3 separate regions of the Gossypium hirsutum genome follow, and all the other regions are linked to region 1. Evidence: chromatin contacts called from public Hi-C data. All regions are on one chromosome and are shown on one strand. The core of a region is the stretch at or near the end of the contact, and the rest is flanking DNA. Distances in the headings are between cores, read along the strand shown. Region 1 holds the start of LOC107961816 (protein argonaute 2). Region 2 holds the start of LOC107961784. Region 3 holds the start of LOC107961856 (exocyst complex component EXO84C).

Region 1 (3,105 bases), core at 428-2,927:
TAAAACCTAAACATATATCAAAGTTTTTTTATTGGAGTTTTTTCTTTCATTGGTTTTACAAATTTATAGGTATGGGATGTCTATCTTAAAAGTTAAAAGTTTGGGTAGGAAGTTTGAGGATTAAATTAATAGAATTTGTAAATGTGAAGGGATAAATTTATTAAATTATTTAGAATTAGGATCAAGTTGATAGAATATGTAAGTATTGAGGACTAAATATGGTATTATACCAGTTAAAAAATTGCCTAAATTGAAGAATTTTAAAGTTAGGTGACCAAAATAGGAACATCAGCATAGTTGGGTACCCATTTCTTAGTTTACCCAAAAAAGAAATGGCACTTCCTTTTTGGGGAGCCTGATGGATATTTCGAGATTTGAGAATTAATCATAACCTGGACGGCCTTGTTGCCTTATAGCCTCAACGACTCGACGGGCAAATGGTAATAATATTTTCAATTTAATCTTTAATTTTTTTTTATGTTTTTGAATAAATTTAAATTAAATAAATTATTTAAAATTCTTATTTCCAGAATGTATTGTTTAGTAATGTATTTATAATTTTTTTAATAATTGTTTTATTTTGGAATTTTTATAATATTCTATTATATATATTAATTTTAATTATTTTATATTTTTAAATATTTTTATTTATTTTTTAAGAATTTTTTTATTTTTAAAACATTTTTAAGAAAATGTTAACAAAGTATCAAAACTGATATTTAAATTAATGCTTCACACCATCTTCTTAATGGAAGGTAATGGACGAGTGACCAAAATATAAAAACTTGATAATGTTAATAACTATTATGTAACTTTTAAAATTTAAGTGATTGAAAAGTAATTTTAAACAAAGTTTAAGTATTGTTGGTGAATTTAACCATCTATTGTTTTTTTTAAAATTTTATATTCTTATTAGTGTTTTAATTTTAGCCTAATAACATGTAGAAAATAACATACTAATACGTTTGATATAGTGTTAAATTTGATCAATATATATTTTATGATTTATATTATTATTAATAAAATTTCTTGTTAAGTTGGTGTCGCAGCTTAACTGTGAACCAATTCGATTAGAAAATAACTAATATATATTTTTATCAAATGACTATTTTTATTATTTGGATGATAATTTTGTATTTTTTATACATTTATATAATTTTAAAATAAAAGAATTAAAATTAACATGTCTACAGATTAAATTCATATTTAATGAATTTATAAACAAATTCTTTACCACTACACCAATAATAATTCTTAAGTAAACTTTAAAAAAGTAACTTTTAACATAAAATATTTTCTCTCACTAAATTTGTGTATATAATATTATTAATTGCTTTGGTGTCACAAATTAACAAGAATAGAGTAATCCCTTAATATATTTACTTAAAAAATATATTTCAAGATAAGAAATATATATTTATATATAATATAATCCTAAATAGGAAAGATATATGATATATTTAGATATTTCTAAACAGATAATATTCATAATAATAGTCTAACACAAGTTAACTGGATATTTAATTTTTTAAAAATAAAATTTTATTACCATTAACTTAACAACTTTTTAATTTAATATTTTTAAAATAATGTATTAATCTATTTAATTTTCTTTTACTAACAATTCAGACAATACATGTGAAAAAAGAAAAGAAGTTGGAAAAGTAAACCATGCGTGTGAAAACGAAAAGGAGTTGGAGGAGTTAATCGTAGATTATCAAGGTAATACGGCATGAGATCCTCCGCCACTCCCTCACACTTCCAGCGAAAAACCCCCTCAGCTTCCTCGAACCCATCGAAGTTTCTGGAATTTCTTTAGATTCCTATCCTAACTTTCGCTCCTTCCATCAATGTTTTTTTACCAATCAAATCATTTAGCATTGTCAATTATCTGTAACACTAAAACGCGCTTACAAACAATAATCCATCGTAAGGTTATTTCTGTAATTTCATTATCCGACCCTCTCCCTTTATTATAAACCCACGATTCCGGCTCCATTTCCCGTGTCCTCCGTAGCTAGACTACAGTCAACTTTGAATTTAATTTTCTTTTTTGTTTGTTTGTATAATCTGTTGGTGCTTGCTTACTGATTCTGTAAAGACCGAGTTCGATTTTTGCCCTAGTTGTGCTCCCGAGTCCAATGGAGAGAGGTGGTGGTGGCTATAGAGAAAGAGGAATTGGCGGAAGAGGTCGTTACTATGGTGGTGGAAGAGGAAGAGCAAGAGGAAGAGGTAGAGATGGCAGCGCTGATAATCAGCCTCCGTATCAGGCGCCCATAGGCCAAGGGCAAAGTGGGGCCAATTGGAACCCAACTAACTCTCAAGTGGGTCCTTATCAGGACGGCGATGCGAGGGGTGGTCAGACTGGTGGTGCTCGTGGTAGAAGGGGAGGGTGGGTTCCTCGGCTTCCACCGGAGAGACCGAATTATAGTTATGAGGCGGAATCAGCCAGCGGCAGGGGCGGCGGAAATGGTCGTGGGCGAGGGAGGAGGCCTTTCAGGCCCGTTCCTGCCCCAACACTGGAGCCTGAAGATAACATACCTGCATTGCCTCCTAGTCCTCCTCCTCCACAGTCTGTCCCAGGTATAAATCATTTCATTTAATCTTAAATTTGGTACGACTTTAGGCATGAGTTGGTGTTGATGATGAAGTTAAATCTGGTATGGCTTTAGGCATGAGTTGTTAGTTTGCTTTTGATAATTTTCCCTTTTTTTCCGTTACAGATTCTGTTGTGATGAATGTTTCAGAGCAGGTGGCTTCTACATCATTATCTTCCGAGAATCAAAATAGACATAACCCAATTATGCGACCGGATAAAGGTGGAAGAACTGCTCTTGCAACTGTCAGGCTTAATGTTAATCATTTTCGGGTGAAGTTCAATCCGGAAAGTATCATAAGGCATTATGATGTTGATGTCAGGCAACTGGAGTCTCCTAAGAATGGTCGCCCTGCCAAACTATCTAAGCCATTATTGTCTAGTATCCGGAAAAAACTATTCACTGATAATCCTCAATTGCCATTGTTGATGACCGCATATGATGGTGAAAAGAATATATTTAGTGCTGTTCGATTACCTGAAGGAGAATTCAAGGTGGAATTGTCCGA
Region 2 (3,105 bases), core at 178-2,677, 720 kb after region 1:
AATGGCGTGAAATCCATTGGGCTTGGGATCCGACACAAGATTGAGAAGCTGCTTTGGAATTTTGGCCATGACCAGACCAGTCAACACTGCCGACATTTGTTGGAACAGCAGGGGAGGATGCACCAGCAGAACTGATAAGGACAAGTAGCATAAATATATATATATTGAACTCCTAATGGAACATCATATATATAACTGTTTCATATAAAATGAATGGAACAGGCATATCCACACCTCCTCACACTGTATATTAACAAATCCCTCGTATAAGTCAGTTTCTTTAACAGGAAATGACTATCCTGATAATTAATGGCATATTCCTAGTGGACGTGGAGCCAGTTTCCATCCTCTATTGGTCCCACCCTTAAAGGTAAGTAGCCACATAACAAGGTAATTAAGGACTTAGCACGTAGCAAAACAAGCATAGAAATGATAAACGGTATCATTTCTAGATCATCAAGGCTTTTCTACTCTGCTCTTCCTTTACATAACTTGAAACTAGACCAACAATTTTTGCAACAGTAAAAATACCCTCATTTATTTCAGGTCCTTAATAGCTATTTAAAAATTACAGCTTCAAAATACATTTAGTTGAGCTTGAGAGAAAAATTGAAAAACAAGATAGAAGGGATGAAATTGAGAAAAATTATAAATAACCCAGTGAACCGTCAAAACCAAAAACTGACTTTAATCTTTTCTTTTCAATTTTCTTTTTCCATTTTCGTGTTCGAGAGAAAATGCGCCTAAGCTCAAAATTAGGATATCTTTAGCCGAACCCATCCTCTCATTACTTGTTCCTCACTTTCCCGGCAACCAAAAACCTTGCTTTAACTAAATCTCAATAATTTTCCACTCTCCAGGACAATTAATCCCTCAGTCTTCTTCTCGCGTCGCTTTTCCCGGCAGCCAAACACACCCAATAGAAACCTAACCTTATCCCTAAAATTCACACAGAAAAACAGAAAACAAACCCCCACTTTCACCTGAAAAATGAAGGATTGCGAAAGAAAACCCTAATTTGAGAATTGAGATGACAATGGGGGAGGGAGAAAGAGAGGTGAGAATTGGTACCTCGCAGCAGGTGTGGGATCTATGGTCCCACCAGAGCTAATAACCTCTTCTCTCATTGCAGACCCTTCCCTCCTCTTCCTTTTGGCCTAAGAAAAAAGTAAATGTTACGGCAATAATTTGATTTCGAAAGCAGAGACCAAGTGAGTCGAACTCGAAACCCGAATAATTGACATTGTCAGCTGCCTTTTACATCGTGTATATAGTTGCCAGACGCGCGTAACGCGAGCGTATGGGCTTCAATCCTTAATCTCGCTTTTACTTGTTTAGGCCTTCATTTTATTTTATAAGCAAAAATTAGGAGGATATCAACGACACTTCAATCTTCTTTAAAGGCTTACACGTTTTTATTCTACGAAACTTTGTAAAAATAGTTGTCATGTGATAAATATAGAAAGATATTTGGGAAAAAGAATTAAAGAAAGAAATAAAGTGAAACAACAGATTTTCTTTTGCTTTTCTTTTCCCCATTTTATTTATTCACAAATTCAGTTGATAGGAACATCACATTTGAGGCATATTATACAGAAGCAAATATATAGCTGGTATGAGTATATAGTAGTGCCTTCTTTTACACAAGCTTAAGTTTCTAGCAACCTCTATCGAAGAACAAGATAAATATATTTTTTTTTTAATAGCCGCCGGTGACTGACAGTTCGCCCAATAGAAATCAACGGATAGCGCATTGCGACTGGGAATGCCCGTCATTGGGTGGAGAAGACCCAGCAGCACACCCTGCAATCATTGAAGGACTCAAATAAAAACCCAAAAACAAGGAGAGTTCAAAATTTTTGTCATTACTCATTGGTGCATGCTGGGAATATGAAAACATTAAACATATAAAAAATATTTTAAAAAATTAAGCATACTCATGTTCAAACACATACAATATCAACAACACTCTTGCTCAAGTCCAACCAACATATTATCTCTAACCTTAATTCAATGTAAATTTGTATAGATAAAGATAAAATCCAATACCCTGGCATGCAATATGATGGAAGGTAGATTTAATACAATTTATTTTGATTGTTGCATCATTCCAACAGAAATTAAATTTTCCCAACTGCTAATTGCTGACATACTCCAAGCCATCCACGTTAAATTCATACTGTACACACTTGAAATAATTTTGCAAAAGAGTCAAGCCTGAAGCTATCAGAGGATAACCTATATTTCCCCTAAAGAAGGGATAAGATTCCACTTAGCTAATGGGATTAACATCTCTATGTCTTAGTCCAGCAAAAATACGTTGAATCTAGATTCTCCTTCCAATAAAAAAAAAATCATAGGAGGATAGGTGATTGACAATTCAGAAGAGATGCACGCTCTTGTAGATGGAACGATATACTAACCATCCTTTTCTTCCACTTTTCCTCTGTCTGTAGTTGTCCAAACAATATCTTTTAGCCCAGTAGAGAGATTATTATAGAACTGTAAATTTAGGAAACAGTGTTATTTCAAGGTAATATCAAACCAAAGAGGAAAATATATATATCAGGTGTACTTAGAATCGGGAAACATCAAATTGACATGCTTTGCATGGCTGTACATGACCATGGTTATCAGCAAATTATTAAACAAAAGTGCCCACTGCATTAATGATACAGCACTGACATTAGGGTAATACCTTGTGAAATTCCAGGGTATCCCCTTCAGACTTTCGAAGTTCAACCATGAAAAGGGAAGGAGCCACCTGAAAAATCTGAAAAAGAAAAGAGGCAGTGTCAGGGGACATGTTATAGATAGAATCATTAATAATCATGTTCAATCAATTTCAGACAAGGTGAAACTGAAATTATGCAAAAACAATTATGACTGAGACAGAGGTACCTCTGTTGTAACAGCCAAATGACCCTTGCGTCCAGTTTTTTCTCCTAGAAGCTTCATCTGAGATGGGTAAAAAACAGGGAAATTAAACTGATTTTCTAGTCAAAGTTCTAAACTGACTACACATCATCTCAATTTAGATACATCAGAGTCTCTCTATGCAACACTCCAGTTCTATTCGAAAGAGTTTGATACCAAGACAATTAC
Region 3 (3,105 bases), core at 440-2,939, 630 kb before region 1:
TTACATGTTTCTAAATTTATGATTAATAACTAATTTGTTTATTATGAATCCAAGTTTCTGGTCTTATACTGAACATGAAAACCAATAGGGTAAACTATAACAATGGTCCATTTTTTTCTGATCAAATTATAAATAATTTTAAATTGATTACATAATTAATTGAGATTTTTTTCATTAAAGTGACGATAAGTATTTTATGGGAGGTGATATAACAATTAAAAAATTAGTATAATAATAAATTTAACTCTCAACTTTTACATATTTTTATTAATTTAGTTATAATTTAAAAAAAAATCAACTTCATCTCTCTTCTCCTTCCTTGAAAATCAAACTAGCTTCAAATAAAGATCCAATCATTTTAACTCCCGAAGCTAAAAAATGCCAATTGATCAAAAAAAGAAAAAATAAAAAAGCTGAAAAAAATACAAGAAGGCGAAAATAGAAAAGAACCTAAAATGCAGATGAGAAGGGTATGATAGTCTGGCTTAGCAAAAGCATATATCAACTCTCAATCTATATTTTTTCTGCCATTTTTATTTAATTTATTTTTTATTCTTCTGAAATGCATCAAAATCAGGGAAACAGTAGACCACTGAGGCTTCTAATTCTTCTCTCTAATCATTAAGAAAGAAACATGTGTTTTTATATGGTGTATGTTTCGACTAGAGCTGATCATGGGCCGGGCGGTCCGGTCCAGCCCGAAGGCCCGCTTAAAAAATGGGAGGGTTTGGGTAAAAATATAGGTCCGAAAAATGGGCTTGGGCAAAAAAACGAGGCCCGGATTAATATATATATTTTTTTATTTTTTAAAATTATTTTAAATTTTTAATATAACTATTTTTTATTATATTGTTAATTTATGTATTGTTTTAAGAATTGTTTTAGTATTATTTTTATTTGTTTTAATATTTGTTTTTATGTTTTTAAATATATTTGATTTATTATATTTTTAAATTTTTTTATTTAATAAAATAAGAAAAAAAATTAATATGGGCCGGGCCGAGCCGGGCTCGGGCTTAGTAATTTTATTTCGGGTAGGACTTGGACAAAATTTTAGGCCCATATTTTGGGCCAGGCCGGGCCCGGGCCTAAAATTTTATCTTGGCCCGGCCCGACCCATGATCACCTCTAGTTTCGACCGTATGCCTTCTTCGTGAGCTCAAATGCTGTTGATAGACTCGTAAAAGTTACTGATAGGCGGTAACAGTCCAAGCATACAACGGTAGAGAAAGGAAAGAGGAGCAATGGCAACAGAGGAAAGATGAAGAAGGGTTGAGGATTATTATTTTTTAAAATATGATTAAATCAATATAAAATATAAAAATATGAAAGACTAAATTTATTATTATATTAATTTTTAATTGACAAGTCAATTTTAATTGTATTTAACCGAAATGAATCAAAATACAATAGTAATTAATTAATCGAGTGGTCAAAAAAGAAATAAAGGACAAGCAGTGATGATGATGGAGTAAAGGAAAACTGAAAAATTATAGGAAGTATGAGATTTTCGCCGTCTGTGGGAATCGAACCCACGACCACGTGGTTAAAAGCCACGCGCTCTACCGGCTGAGCTAAGACGGCTGTCTGACTACAGAGCTAATTTACCTTTGTTAATGTATATTATTTTCAAAGAATAAAAGTTAATTTGATATCCGATATAAATAAAATATAGATAGAAAAGTAAAGAGATTAAAGACTAAACATGTTGGAAAGTGGCAGCAAAAGGCAACAGCATATTAACATGTTGCTTTTTGCAGTTTGGTCCTTAGTCAGCCCTCCCTCCTCGCGATAAACGATATGATGCTACTTCTCAAACTCTCTCATTAAAACCAATAATTCACAGTATCTGTTTTACTCTTTGATTGAATGATGGAGAGCAGTGAAGAAGATGATGACTTCCCTTCCATTGAGAGCATCACTCCCCAGTCCAAGATTGATTCTGTTCACCAATCCCATACTGAAAAGGTCTTCTTTTTGTTTGATTGTTTCCCAGTCTTTGTTAAAATGTTTTTGCATTTTAGATCTTGGATTCAAACTTCTCGGTTTTCCTCTGCTTTGTTCCCCATTTCCCTACCTCGACTTTCTCTTTTACTGTGGATTTCTTTACTTTAATTTGGGTTCTAGTCAAATTTCAGGGAAAAATTATAGCTTGGTTTTCTTTGTTTTTCTATCTTAGAAGTAAGAAAGAAAGGTATTCCCAGGGATTTCATTGCTTGGGATTCTTCGCACTCAGTGGAATATATCAAAATCACTTATTTATTTGATGGCGTAGTAAAAATGGATAATTTATCTCTGTATTATTTTATATGCTTTATTGATTAAACTCTGGGAAAATGGGGAACAAATATGAAAAAAAAACAAACTATTTTTCCCTTGTTTTTCCTGCCCCTAGTTCGTCCTTTTACAAGCATGCATGCATTTACCTGTTTTCAGCCATGATTTCCTGATTTGACGCATATTCTTTATATGTAATTTTGGACATTTTGGTAATGCAGGGGATCAGAAAACTTTGCTGTGAGCTTTTGGATTTGAAAGATGCTGTGGAAAACTTATGTGGGAATAGGCGCACAAAATACTTGGCTTTCTTGAGGTCAAATAAAACTGTTCCTATTTACCTTTTTATGATAAATGAAAATCAAGTTGAAAAGTTTCTAAATATTGTTTTATTTATTTCGGTTGAGTAAGTTTGATTGTAATGGTAATTGTAGAATGTCTGAAGAAGTTGTTGAAATGGAGCACGAGTTGGTTGAGCTACGAAAGCATATCTCTTCTCAAGGGATTATTGTGCAGGATCTAATGACCGGGGTGTGTCGTGAACTGGAAGAGTGGAACCAGGAAAATGCTGATACTAATGACCCACCACTAGACCCTAAGGTCGATGATGTTCAGGAAGAAATGGATGATCCCAAGAAAAAATTCCTGGAGAAAATCGATGTTCTTTTGGCTGAACATAAAGTTGAAGAAGCACTGGAGGCTTTAGAGGCTGAAGAGAGAAATTTCTCTGGAGATTCTTCAACTGAATCATCTTCCTACAAGTCTTCATTTCTAGAAAGGAAGGCAATGCTTGAGGATCAGCTTACTGAGATTGCTGAACTACCTGCA

What was found. A called contact is a pair of places that touch in the nucleus more often than the background predicts.
Region 2: a Hi-C map of leaf shows a contact between it and region 1, with 1.9 times the contacts expected there. The contact joins the promoter of LOC107961784 here to the promoter of LOC107961816 in region 1. A contact is called at or near these places in 2 of 34 Hi-C or Micro-C datasets (both in leaf).
Region 3: a contact with region 1 is called in a Hi-C map of leaf, with 2.2 times the contacts expected there. The contact joins the promoter of LOC107961856 here to the promoter of LOC107961816 in region 1. A contact is called at or near these places in 9 of 34 Hi-C or Micro-C datasets (callus, leaf and petal).

The regions. Positions count from the first base shown.
Region 1 is chrA06:110,995,023-110,998,127 of Gossypium_hirsutum_v2.1, reverse strand. It overlaps LOC107961816 (protein argonaute 2), which reads left to right and starts at 1,677. Exons shown (of 3, transcript XM_016897971.2): 1 at 1,677-2,583; 2 at 2,724-3,105. The coding sequence starts at 2,142.
Region 2 is chrA06:110,270,549-110,273,653 of Gossypium_hirsutum_v2.1, reverse strand. LOC107961784 reads right to left here and starts at 1,427. Exons shown (of 9, transcript XR_001701413.2): 1 at 1,072-1,427; 2 at 1-131. It overlaps LOC107961786 (CBL-interacting serine/threonine-protein kinase 23), which reads right to left. Exons shown (of 15, transcript XM_016897915.2): 12 at 2,902-2,958; 13 at 2,699-2,773; 14 at 2,424-2,502; 15 at 1,502-1,803. The coding sequence ends at 1,739.
Region 3 is chrA06:111,623,029-111,626,133 of Gossypium_hirsutum_v2.1, reverse strand. It overlaps LOC107961856 (exocyst complex component EXO84C), which reads left to right and starts at 1,689. Exons shown (of 7, transcript XM_016898019.2): 1 at 1,689-1,968; 2 at 2,499-2,593; 3 at 2,712-3,105. The coding sequence starts at 1,870. TRNAK-UUU (transfer RNA lysine (anticodon UUU)) reads right to left here and starts at 1,584; the gene lies at 1,512-1,584.